Linked DNA regions of Bicyclus anynana: region 1 is linked to region 2. Evidence: chromatin contacts called from public Hi-C data. All regions are on one chromosome and are shown on one strand. The core of a region is the stretch at or near the end of the contact, and the rest is flanking DNA. Distances in the headings are between cores, read along the strand shown.

Region 1 (6,601 bases), core at 850-3,349, 320 kb after region 2:
TATGAAATGATACTTATTTTCAAGGACTATTTTGTCTATTTGTAGCTAATTCAAGCCTGAAAAGCTAGTTGATTAAATGATAATCTTCTATTAATTAATCATAATTACGTATATGCCTGTTGTTTTAGTAAATGTATTATTGACATTGAACTGATATTCATAGGATCTGATCTAGGTAATACAAACAAAAGATTGTTTACCTACCTACAAACATCATAAAGGATTTATAGCCAAATCTACATAAATATTGTGTTTCAAGGTTCAGATATTTACTACATTCCAAGTTTAACTGTTACTTAAGTCTTTTTGGCGACCGTCCACGCCTCGCAAGAGAAAGGAGACTACAGTAACAACAAAAAAGTGACCTTTTGTTAACCATAGCAGCGTTAGCTCGAAATTCACACCTACCTTATCTCCTGGAATGTTTTTTGCCGACATGGTGCGTCACCTTCCAGTTCCTCTGCTCGACGTCGTCGTGAGGACGAGTTATCCAAAGAAAGGAGCTCAATGCTGAGGTACCCAGCATACGACACAAATCACTTCACTTTACCAAATCACTTGGCCATCATCACTGACCGAACGTTGCATTAAAGCCACAAACACAATAAACGAGCCATCGTCTGGCGTCGTCATTAACACGATTTCCCATTGAGATTCATCGGTACTAATAATTTTTCATATCACAAGTCACAACACACAAACACAACGAACCGACTGACAGATGCTAGCTTGATTGAGGTTGACGGAAAATGGCGAGTCGCGATCGCGAGGGATGGTTGCTGTCGCCCCTCTCGACCCGCGCATGCCAGGTCGAACCTAAATATTTTTCTATTGCCTACTAGATGGCAGCACATGCCAAAATTCCGTTCTAAAAAATGCATTGTACGCAACATAGATAGCGCTGTATTTTTTGTTTTTTATTACATCGTAAATAAATTATGAAATAAGATATAAAATAACTATTCAAGAGATGGAGAGACTGAGCCATCCTCATTTTCAGAGTTTCCAGTAAAAAGTTCTTTATTTCAGAACTAAATTACTGAGAGAAATGATAGAAATAGATGGATCATTTTTAAATTGCCTCCTAAAATATGAAAAATATGACAAATCCACATCAATCCATAGTTACCAGTAACTTAGATTCATGACAACCCTTTGGATATTTAGGAAAGGGTTATGTGCCTAGCGATTGAGGACATGATTCCTCATGATATCCCGTGGAAAGTTAAAAATAAACGTTTTTTATTTTGACCATTAAATCCAAAGAATATATACTCCAAGTAGAAGAAGTAAATCTGTAGCAAACACGTTGGGCATAGCAGCGACATTATTTTCGCATACGAAATATTATTGAATATTAAAGTCAGCGGCATTTTTAATGGAGTTTTTGATTAAAAATTTTTTGAGAAAAAAATGTTTTTCTAATGTTACTCAAGATCGAACCCAAGTATTATTATATCGTATTTTGATTAAATACGACTAGTCCAAATGACTATGTGAAACTAGTTGAAATTAATGTACGCTTACTGTCTGAAATGTAAAATTGCTGGCCACTGAGTATTTCTGAGTACGACCGTGTCTCTTTAATAATAACTAATAACTAAAAATTAAAATAATAGATGTACGTGTTTTAGCATGTACTCACATATAATAATAATTCGGAACATTTTCTAACTCTATTTATTTCCGCAACCAACATGCATAATCTCCTATGTCCAAAAGTCTTTGTACTGAAGTTGCGGCCCCTTGGTTAAGTAACCCCTCTGTGAAAGTACAGGATCAACTCAATCAAATTGCTCGGATGTTGCACGATTACAAGGTACCCAACCTACATAAAGTCCTTTTTATAAAAGTTGTCCCCCAGACGCGACGCTAATGTCATATTTATCAGTCATTGTCATTTGGTTCTGGCGGTCTTATTGTCATTTGTGTAAGGTGCTGTCAATTTTAGTTTAGGTTTTAGCCACGGGACTTTTTTTTATGAAAAGGACTCTAACTTAATTTTCTCCCAGTCCAGCGAGCACTTGATAAGAGGGCATAGACAAAAGACTAGAGGGCAAACCACAGAGTAGACAGTAGAATACTTTGAAGACTACATCTAAATTACTAATCTGTGGGCACAGATTACAAATACAGAGGCCTAACGCGTCCATGTACAAAATCAATAATCAATTTCATTCAATTCGCAAAATGGCGGACGGAGGCGTGGATATAGATTTGTACGCCGATGATATTGAATCTGATTTTAATAGACAGGTGAGTAATTAAATAGTTTTTGATTTATACGCGATGTTTAGATTACGAGCGGCAACTTTTATTAACATTTATGGTGGATGATCGACGTGCGTTACAGGATGACTTTGGAGGTGAAAATGTGGATTTGTACGACGACGTGATCGCGGCACCGAAGAACGAGGATGGAGATGGGCCACCCAACGCCGGACCACCGCAGCACCCACCGGAGGAAACAAACGGCTCCGTTCCATACCATCACAACGCTCCCAGTCACGGCCATCATGGCCGACGCTTCCAACTTTACGTCGGCAACCTCACTTGGGTTTGTACCTGATTTTCTCTATAGTTTTAGTAATATGTAAATATAGGATGTTATTATGATTATTATTTTTCGTACATCTGTTGCATTAATATGGATTTTAAGGACTGCTATCGTTTGTACGCATATAAAGACAAATTTGGTATTGATTTTTATTAATTTTTAAAACGCAGTTTGGTGTTCTTGATGTTGTTTTAGTTGCCGGTTTTTTGATTGTCTGTTTATTTAAAACAAAAGTCTTACAACTCATAGTATTTCTAGCCCAGAATATCTCTAATCTTATCTATATTTAGCTCAAAACAATGATAGCAGTCCTCTGATTAAGTAACCAAATGAACTCATGTTTTATAAACAAACTTACTGGGTTAGCTATTAAATATATCAAAAAACATCTTACAGCATTTTATTGTTGTTTTGTAACATTTTTTACTTACTATAATTATTATCTGAATAAAAAACAACATACAGCATAAGCGTTGAGACATAGGCCCTTGTTAAAAGAATCAGGTCTGAATTAAGCTTAAAAATTGTGATGTTGATTATTAATTAGAAAAGTTTCATGTAATCAAACTGGCTTTGAAGCTTTTTATTTTTATTTGTCTTTCGTCGTAGGTTTTTATTACTATCTCCAGATTTGACATATTGATATGAACATCTAGTTGGGTCATTGAGATTTTCTCAGTGTATTAACTTGCTATTATAAAAACTTATGCACAGTGTAAAAATAACAACATAGAAAGTTAAAATATAAAATTCATTCCTTTCAACTAGGCTTAGTTTACCAGCACTTTTGAAACACCTCTTTCTACAAACGCTAATGCTTCGAAAAAACCAACTTAATCTATGGGAATGATACATCTGATCGACAACTTAACCTGTTGATAGCAAATGTTCCCATAACTGTTATAAATTTTAACATTTAACGGAGCGTTAACGTTTGTAAAAAGAGAATTGACATTCCAAATGGCTACAGGCCTAGGTTTGTCTTTTTCTGAAAACCACCTAAAGTTTGGAAGGTACTCCTGAGAAGAGCCTCAACTGAACAGTTGCTCTCTTAAAATTATCATTCTTTACAATGTTAAAAATCTAAATTCTTTTGTGAATAAGCTAACCAAAATGCCTTCAGCTTTTTTATTTTACCCTGTGCATAATGTTTTTTAATTAGCAAATTTTCTACTACACTTTAAACAACTTAGTTTTCGTAACAAAATATATTCAGGATGGACTTGGCGCCCACACAGTGGTCCATGGAATGCTATGATATTTGTCTCTCTGACATAATATGCCTAATACTACTACATACTTAAAAATATAATGTTATATAAATAAACTTAAAATCATGCCATCTATAACAAAGAAAATCTATAAAGAATGGTACTTTTCTCATGTCAATATAAGTTCCAATTTTTCTGCTAATCCAAATTTTAAATAATATGTTTTAAAACAGTTTATTTTCCCCCTGTATAAAACATCTTACCATGTCGATGTATTAATATATTATACAACACTTCACAAAATATGTTTATCTGGAAGTTGTGAAAGTAGTTATAAATTAAGGGAATGCAATGTAACAAACTTATCAAGTTGTATAAAAACCAAAACAGATTAAATTAAGTAAAATACTGTCCATTTCTCTTAACATAAATTGTAATTTTATTTGTCAAAGAACATATAATATTTTGTTGATGTCCTCAATGTAGCTCAAATTTTATTGTAAGAATAATAGCTTTTATACAAATAATAATGTATATAATATTCAATGTACATGCTTAATGCAAAGCATTAATAAACTTTCTATTATAAAAAAATGTTACAAGATGTGATATAAAATGATTTAACTATAATTATAGTCATTTGGTTATTTAACACCTATATGAATATCATTGCATTTTGTTACGAATACAAAATGTAGTGGTCAAATTATACTATTTTCTATTGTTTGCCTATATATTTACGACATATGTGCTAAAACAACACTACCCACTTTTATGTAGCAACATTCAGGTAAAGATTTTTATTGTTTTTAAAATATATGTAGAAAATTGAAACAATAAACAGTTAATTATAAAAATAGAATCTATATGAAACATAAACTTGAAGAGTAAATTAACAATTTGAAATATGTTTTCGTTGTCTTTCAGAAATACAAAACTCTGTAATGTTGTTATATAAATTTTTAAGCAAAACCAAGTTCATGAACTAAATTTCTTTAGTTAAGAATAATATCCTTGCATATTATTTTTAAATATCTATTACAAATATTAATTGATTATTGAGTCTGGCATACTCCGACCTTATATCACATGAGTTTTAGCCGTGTTTCATAATCAATTAATATGAATAACACTCTCGATAGTTTAAATTCTATTACAAATAATGAAATTATTTTGTTTTTGTATCTAAAATAAAAGTTATTAATACTGCACTGGACATAGCCCTGGTAAAGTTTGTTAGTGTTTATGAATTGTCTTATATTTGGGGAGTAGAAACAGGTACAATTTTACATGAGGCTCACTGTTACAATGTGTTTAAAAACTATCATAGTTTTTTTTTAGCTATATACAAATCTGTAAGTCAAACTTAAAGGGTCTTTATATAGCAGCTATACTCCCTGTAAAACATTTTAACAGGGGTTGTAAATATTGCATTGCAGTTTTGTTGTAGCAGGCTAAATTAATTTTGTTTAGGTTCATATGTGTAATAAAAAACTAAAAGTTTTATTTCGGCTTATTTCAATGTAAAAAAAAGACTTATAATAATTTATGATTGATAACAATAAAATCATTGGTTCAAGATTCAGTGTAGTTCTTCTAGTTTCTGTTCAAAAGAGAAAGTGTTGTGCTATTTTTATACATACTAATTTAATTTAGAGATTTGTATATGGTAATAATTATATGTGTGCAGTGTTCAACTTAACACACACTTTAGAAATTTACTTGTTTTTGCTACTATATATATAAAAAAGTCAGGTCATCACGGTTGACAAAAATAACATCATAATGGTATATAATTATTAAGAATTTAGTCATATAGCCACTTGCAATATGAGTTGTTCAGATACGAGTACATGTGATTATAGACTACAAGCCCTTGAAAAAAAATTACCTGTGAAATGAACCAACGTGAATAACGCTTCTAAGACTGTTACTATATTAGAAAATACAGCGGTACAGGTGAGTGAGTGAATGGAATATCTCAGGTACAAATGAGGAATTACAACTAATTATTAATGTATGGCTTTCTTATAGCAGTATATGAATAAAAATAAATGTCAAAAATCCTAGTGCCTTACAAAAAGTGCTGGTGCCCAGAATAAGAAAACAGTGCAAATTTTTAATTCCATATTTTTTTTTTTTACACATTTACAGATACTTTACCCGTAAACGCCGTACATATTTCCTTATGATATAAGGTCATTGTAAAATGGCATCATGTTCTAAATTTTATTTAACACGGATAATAATGTTTAATAATTATTATCCGTAAAAATTATAGTCATTATTTGTTTAAATAAATAATTATCGAAATGTACCGCTCAGAAGTGACAGCATAGTGCTCAGAGTTATTTTCTGATATAGTAACGGCCTTCACGTTGGTTCATTTCACATGTTAATTTTGTACATGGACTTGTAGTCTTGTCTTTTTTACTTATTGGTAAAACGGGACTCTTGGTTAATGAGTTCTTCATGGTAGGTTACTGAGTTTTATACCATGTTAATATGGGTTATTGAATTCTTCACCATGTTTTTAATGGCTATTGAATTCTTTACCTTGTTAGTGATGATTATTTATGGAGTTCTTCATCATGTTTATAATGGTTATCGAGTTCTACACAATGGTATTTAAAGCTTTTTGTTTTACAACTGGTTAAAATATAGTAACTCAGGACATAAAGTTGTTTTTAATTTCAAAATGATAATTATCACAACTTTTGGTTCTGACTTTGATTGTAAGAGATATTTCTGCTTTCGTCTTGTAAGTCTTATGGTTTTCTGATTGAAGTATTTATTGTTCTATCTCACTTAGACCAACGGTTATAGTTGTTAG
Region 2 (6,635 bases), core at 1,273-3,772:
CTGATAGCATACACCTGTGCTACATGACCGCCACCCTTCACTGTCACTCTGATGTCGACGCCGGAGAACTTTTCCTGGAAAACAAAAACTTGCTTAAAAAAAATAAACTATTAACAATTTTGGAATATCAAGTTATAATTAAATCAGATTCTGTGTTAACTTCACATCTTTAAGATACTCAGGTTCGGAATAAGTATTATTCATCATTTTTATTTAATTAGATAATTGTAATTTTGTTTACTTAATTTACAGTAAAATAAAGCTTGCAGGCAATGGGATTCAATTTATAAAAAAATTAAACAATACACTATTTCTACATAACACAAAGGATGATTAATTGATTAGCTACCTACTATGATGTTGTTTGTAAGCCCTCAATAAAATAAAATACTATGTCTCATACATGGTGTGCACAAGGTTTTTAACTAACGTAAGCAGTATTCATACAAATCTTACAAAATAGAAAATTCCTTCTCCCTTCCAAGGCATTACATTTATCTACGCAATGAAAGTAATCAAAGTTGCCATTGGTCACATAAAATATGGTTCAATCCAGTAGTTGTGCAACCAAGTAACCACAAAGAAGGACAACCTGCTCTGGTGTAATATAAATTAAAAAATTGTATTAAGTATTAATTAGGCAGACCAACTAAAAGGTGGGCTGATGACATCATTATCAAAACAGGGCGAGAATGGATGTCTCTCGCAAAAGATAGAGATTACTGGAAGAAGAAAGAGGAGGCCTTCACCCAAATGGGATCCACATCACAAGAAGATAACTAACCATACTAACATTAGAATTAATATATAGATATAATTATAATTTAAACTAACACACCTAACAAACGTTTGAAATGTAAATTGATGTGGAAATAAAAGGCTTTATTATTATTATATTATTATTATTATTAATTAGCAGTCAGAGATAAAAGACTATTTATATTTTTTATTCCCACAAGAACCTGAACTAACTACTATGGGTGACGCAGGACGTCTGTTAGTAAAAATAAACACAATACAACATTACATTTAAAACACTACTTCTCAATGTATTATGATGCTAATAACAAAAAACATACATATACTTTATTTTCCAAGAATAATATATTATTATTATTATTGGTTAAGTGCTCATTTAATGATAAATCTTATGAAAACATGCTATAAAAAAATAGAACAACTGAGCAAACTAAAAATGTGCAGTCAACAGACAACATGCAGAATTGTTAATTTATATTGTTAGTGTTACATATAAACATAGATATAAACAGTGAAATGTAAATAGTTATGTTGAAAGTATAAAATTTTACCTTGCCGAGCAATAGGATGGGTTCCTGCAATTTGTACTGGAGCAGTCGAGGCTCCACTAAGTCCAGCGGGCGGCCATTTACTCGGAGTACACCGTGACCACGCTTGCAGTATGCTACTGCTGTTGCTGTTTTCTGTAATCGGAAAGATATTCAATTGAGCATATTGCATTAAAATAACAACATATCATAATTAGATATTATTATTGTGAAGACATGAGACTACATGTGAGATGTGATTATTTTATTAAAGTTAGGCTGCTCTGAGTTTGCGTTTCTGATAGGTCATGATCAATCATTACTACAAAGACGAGACAAAATAATGAGGCAATTAAAATTGAATATGTTTGTACCTTTTGATTGCGTCCTGCCAGAAACACACTCTGAGAGGCCAGACTTTACCCTCTTAATTTTTCGGCTATAGTAAGCCGAGAAAAGTTCAAGAAATTATTAGCTTTTATATGCAAAAACCTGACAAATAAGTTTTAAACATCCATGTTTTAACCAAGATATGTCACAAATAGTGAAAATTTTATAATTTGCTTTTCCAATAAACCAATAACTAAATCAAACTCAAAGAAAGCGAGTTTTGTTTAGTTGTAAATACGATTCATTTTCTAAAATTGTGAAGGCCAATTTCCAATTTTTGATTCATATTTTGAACTGTCTCCGAAATACTTTACCGACTACTGAAAATATTTGATTTTGGACTACTGGTACAACAAAAGGGGATTAGGGAGAGTAGGTTCATTTTGTTAGTAGTGAATCCGTTATAGGTTATACAAACGCAAGCGGCAAACAGAAAAGGCCATCCACAATTTATCGAAATAAGATAGGTAAACTTGTGTAGAGCGGTATAATTTTACTTATAAACAAGTGTTACGATGAATAATTAGTAAGTTTTTGTATGAAATATACTTGAAAATATCACGATTTCCACCCAAACACGTGGAAGATCATTTTGAAACTCACCTTACGGCCGAACACCTGGACGGCTTGAGTTGGTTCACGCCTCGCCTGAAAGCACCAAAAATAATGTATTTTGTGATATTTGCTTGATTTATTTCGTTAAAAACCACAATTTTTCACAACAATACCAAGCACGCACCTCTTGCACGGCAGCCATTTTGACAGAAAAAGAATGATGTCAACCAAAGACAAGTTATCATATAAAGTTTGAATGAATGAACGAGAAATTTATAAAAAATATAATTTCGATTATTTGTTGCTTTTATTTGTTTTGAATTATTAAACAATTTAATGTAAAATTTATGTGTAAAAATTACAGTACAGTAGTGTACAGATATAAAATAATTTACTTTCAAAATATTTTGTTTTAATATTCAGCGCCATCTTGCAGTTAGTAGCAACTTCATATCATCACTATTTCAGAACGACAATAGATGGCGCTAATGCATTTATTTAAATTCTTTTCCATAGATGTCAGCACTTAGAAACATTAATCATGCGATGACTCAATTCATGCGGCACGCCGCATTGTTTTGTATTCTTGGTACGTAATCGCGGGAGTGGAGTTGTGCGTTATGCGCACCGGTAGTGTTCATGTTGTACAATGCAAATACGTGATTCCCGCGCGAGTGTTTTAGAATTTCAACAAAACAGTGTGAATCAAAATTACTGAGAGAAAATTGTGTTTTACTGTTTATATGATGGACTTATGTGATACATGCTTAAAAAAATAAATATTTTGGATTTCCCTTGTGACAGTTTTAAAGAATATTTGAAGGTAAGTGAAAATTTATTCACGTTTTATAATCACATTAAAATTATTATCAACTAGCAACAAGTTCAGGGAATATATTAATACTAGCGGACGCCCGCGACTTCGTCCGCGTAACCCCTACCCTACCCTACCCAAACCCTACATCTACCCTATCCCTACCCTACCCTTATATACCTTACCTACACCCTACCCCCATCCTACCCCTACCCTCCCCGTACACTATCCCTTTCCTACCCCTATCCCACCCGTACCCCTATCTCACGCCTATCCTACCCCTACCCTACCACTTCCCTATCCTACCCGTACCTCTACCCTACCACTACCCTACCTCTGCCCCTACCCTACCACTACCCTAAACCCGGCCCTAAACCTACCCTACCCCTACGCTTCCCTACCCGTACCCTACCCTACCCTGTAACTTCTCTATCTTACTCCTACCCTTAGCAAAATCGGTCCAGTCCTTCGAGAGTGGTGGTATGACCAAGAGAAATAGAGACTTCTATGCTGATAATATAAAGAGGTAAAGTTCGTGTGGTTGTAGGAGGTAATCTCTGGATCTACTGGACCGATTTGGAAAATTGTTTTACCAATAGAAAGCTACGTTATTTGCGAGTGTCATAAGCTATGTTTGATCCCCATATTCACACGGGAACGGGAAATACGTAAATGAAAGCGCCGGGCGTCATTTAGCGGAATTTCCGCGTCTTTTAGAAATTTTGTATTATATCCGAAACTATTTAAGTAATTAACATACTGTAAAGGGCAAATCTTATCTCCATAATATCCTTGTGATTATTAAATAATTTATTTTAATAAGGATTAAAGTTTAGTTGTATAAATAATGACGTAAACCTAAGTATATAAAATTAATAATTTTTAAAATACAAAAGGTACTATATCTGCTAATATATAGAAGATAGATATATGGTGTCGCGGACTTTTTTGTAGAACTTTTAAAGATACATAAAGTCTCCATACATTAATTTCAATTTTACACAATAGTTAAGGCAGCGCATGCGAATAAGTCTGTTTAAGAGGATTTTCAGTCCGACCTGTACGACAAAAACGGTGATAACTCGGCTAATATATATGATACCAATATAAAATATAGCCTATAGCACTCCCCGATAATGAAGCATTCTACTGGTGAAAGAATTTTTAAAATCGGACCAGTAGTTCCGAAGATTACCCCATTTAAAAAATGTGACAAACTTACAAACTTACAAACTTTACCTCTTTATAATATTAGTATAGATTGTAAAAAATACCACGAGAAAATGTTTCAGTAAAAACTGAGTGTAAAAACCTATTATGATTTTAGTGTGCAGAGTCCATGACTAATATAAATTACATACCTACCTCCATATTAATCGTTATTTTGTATGTAACTAAAACAATTAGGTAATTAATACGTACCTAACTCACGTCAATCTCTATAGCTAAACACATTGTTCAATTCAAGCTACATTAAGTTATCATCGTTTAGAAGAGTTCGACGTCTTAACTTTAAGATTAAAAATCCTGAGGAGACGAGTCATAAAAACCTAAATGATTCATGGAATGAAGGAATGCAACCGGTTGACACTTACTTAGTAGGTACAATAAGAAGCTTATGGAAATAATTATTATACTTACCTAGGCTAGGTACCTATGTGGCTTCGGATTTGGAGGACCTGAGTTCGAGTCTCGAGTTTACCGAATTATTAAATACCTATTGACAACGATATTTTATACAATAGACGTGTTACGTGCCTACAAAATCACTGCATAAAGTGATCCCAATTTTGCTACATTTGCCACATGCAGCGCACACATGCATAATATTTTTGAGTATAATTCCATGAAACCTATTATAACCATAGGTTGATAATCTAGGCATAAATCATATCACAGTTAAAAAAAAACTTAAATTATAAGTTATTATAAATTTATTTAAAGAATAAATTTTTATATTTCTAATTATAATTCCCATAACCAATCCTATTAACATACCATAAATTATGTTTAAACCATTTTGTAACTAAATATTGAATAAATATTGTATACAATATTTAAGTAAGTACCTACCTATTATTTGTATAAATAAATTTCGTTGTTTATTATGCGACTCCTTGAAATTAAGACAAATAGCCGCTTTTGTTCGCCTCAGTATTGACGAGCTAGTAGCATAGGTATCTCTTTTATAAAATCTTTGCCTTTCTGTATTCTAAGATAGTCTCAGATAAGTAGTAAAAATCACTCCTGGAGTTGAAAAATGAGTGGTCCTAATATGCCCGTGCCTCGGAGAGCACGTAAAGCCGTCTCTCCCGCTCATTATCATTAACATCTGAAATGGTCGTTACAAATCCAAACATTACCAAAGCTCGCCAACACTTATTGGAGATGGACTGATGAAGACTAATAATCATCAACATCACGATTCTATTCAAGCTTAAGTTAGCCACTAACCATCCATTCACGTGCCTGCAGCGCTAACAGCAGGACATCCGATGCAAGATCATGAGCTTATTGGATGGTCAGTGGCTAGCTTTAGATCCACGCTGTATATTTAAAACTAGCGAGCGCTCGCGACTCCGTTCGCGTGAAATTCAGTTTTTTTTGAGTGGATTTGGATGTTAATGAATTTATTTTTTCAGGATAAAAAGTACTTATATTGTACTCCAAAATCCAACTTATCTCTAAAGCAAATTTCATCCAAATCGGTCCAATGGTATCAGACAGATAGACAGACTTGCTTGGTATTTATAATATTAGTATGGATGTAAGCAGCAGTTTTACGCCTATATAGCGTGCGTGCCATTTTTTATCGAAGCCAACAGCGTGGAAGGTTTATCGGTCGCACCGTTTGTTGACCGACTGGCGCTGGATAGGGCTTCCTGTGTATTAAAAAGGCCGGCTAATCCATTTAGGCTTTAACTAGGCCTCGCCTGCCTATTATATTTGTATTGATCACTTTGCTTTGCAAGGGTCTGCGCACATTATACCTACTTTAGCCGCTGGAAGGGCCTGGCCACATGAGCGATTTTGTCCTTGTGGACCAGGTTTTTGTGACATTTTTTTAACCCCCGATGCAGAAAGATGGGTGTTATACTTAAGTCTGTCTGTCTGTTAAAAAAAACGGCGAATTCAATTTAGTTTTTTTTTTAGTATTATAGGTGCCTTATGTGCCAGTGTTCTTAGACCTGTTAGATGAAAATCGGTTGAGCCGTTTAAAAGTTATGGGGGGTGTGTTGTGGGGAAGAAAAACCGAATGTCTGCAAATATACTTGAGTGGAGTCTCAAATGAATGCGCACTGAAAGAGAATATTGATGACTTGATCGAGAGTGTAGTTAATAATTTCATGACCTACGGAGGTTTTTCAAAATTTTCAATTTTATGTTATTAAATCGATTAAAAGCATACGTATTCTCTCTTATTAACTCATAGGCTCTTGAACTTTTCATCCCGGAAAAATCCATGGTTCACGTGGGAATTGTGAAAAACTGAATTCACTGACAAAGTCGCGGGCGTCCGCTAGTGTCTTATAAAAGAAGTTAAATTTTGTGACAGACTTTTTAAAGGACGTGTGTTTCAAACTTATCTA

Evidence for each region. Hi-C and Micro-C count contacts between places; a contact is called where the count stands out from the background.
Region 1: a Hi-C map of whole body shows a contact between it and region 2, with 7 times the contacts expected there. The contact joins the promoter of LOC112051357 here to the promoter of LOC112049145 in region 2. A contact is called at or near these places in 2 of 2 Hi-C or Micro-C datasets (whole body and whole larva).

What each region holds. Positions count from the first base shown.
Region 1 is chr23:12,564,116-12,570,716 of ilBicAnyn1.1, forward strand. It overlaps LOC112051357 (cleavage and polyadenylation specificity factor subunit 6), which reads left to right and starts at 2,100. Exons shown (of 14, transcript XM_024089964.2): 1 at 2,100-2,256; 2 at 2,354-2,557. The coding sequence starts at 2,152. It overlaps LOC112049154 (ubiquitin-like protein 3), which reads right to left and starts at 787. Exons shown (of 4, transcript XM_052888586.1): 1 at 409-787. The coding sequence starts at 438.
Region 2 is chr23:12,245,242-12,251,876 of ilBicAnyn1.1, forward strand. LOC112049145 (40S ribosomal protein S16) reads right to left here and starts at 2,523. Exons shown (of 5, transcript XM_024086945.2): 1 at 2,416-2,523; 2 at 2,280-2,324; 3 at 1,311-1,442; 4 at 1-74. The coding sequence starts at 2,433. It overlaps LOC112049150, which reads left to right and starts at 2,802. Exons shown (of 9, transcript XM_024086950.2): 1 at 2,802-3,054.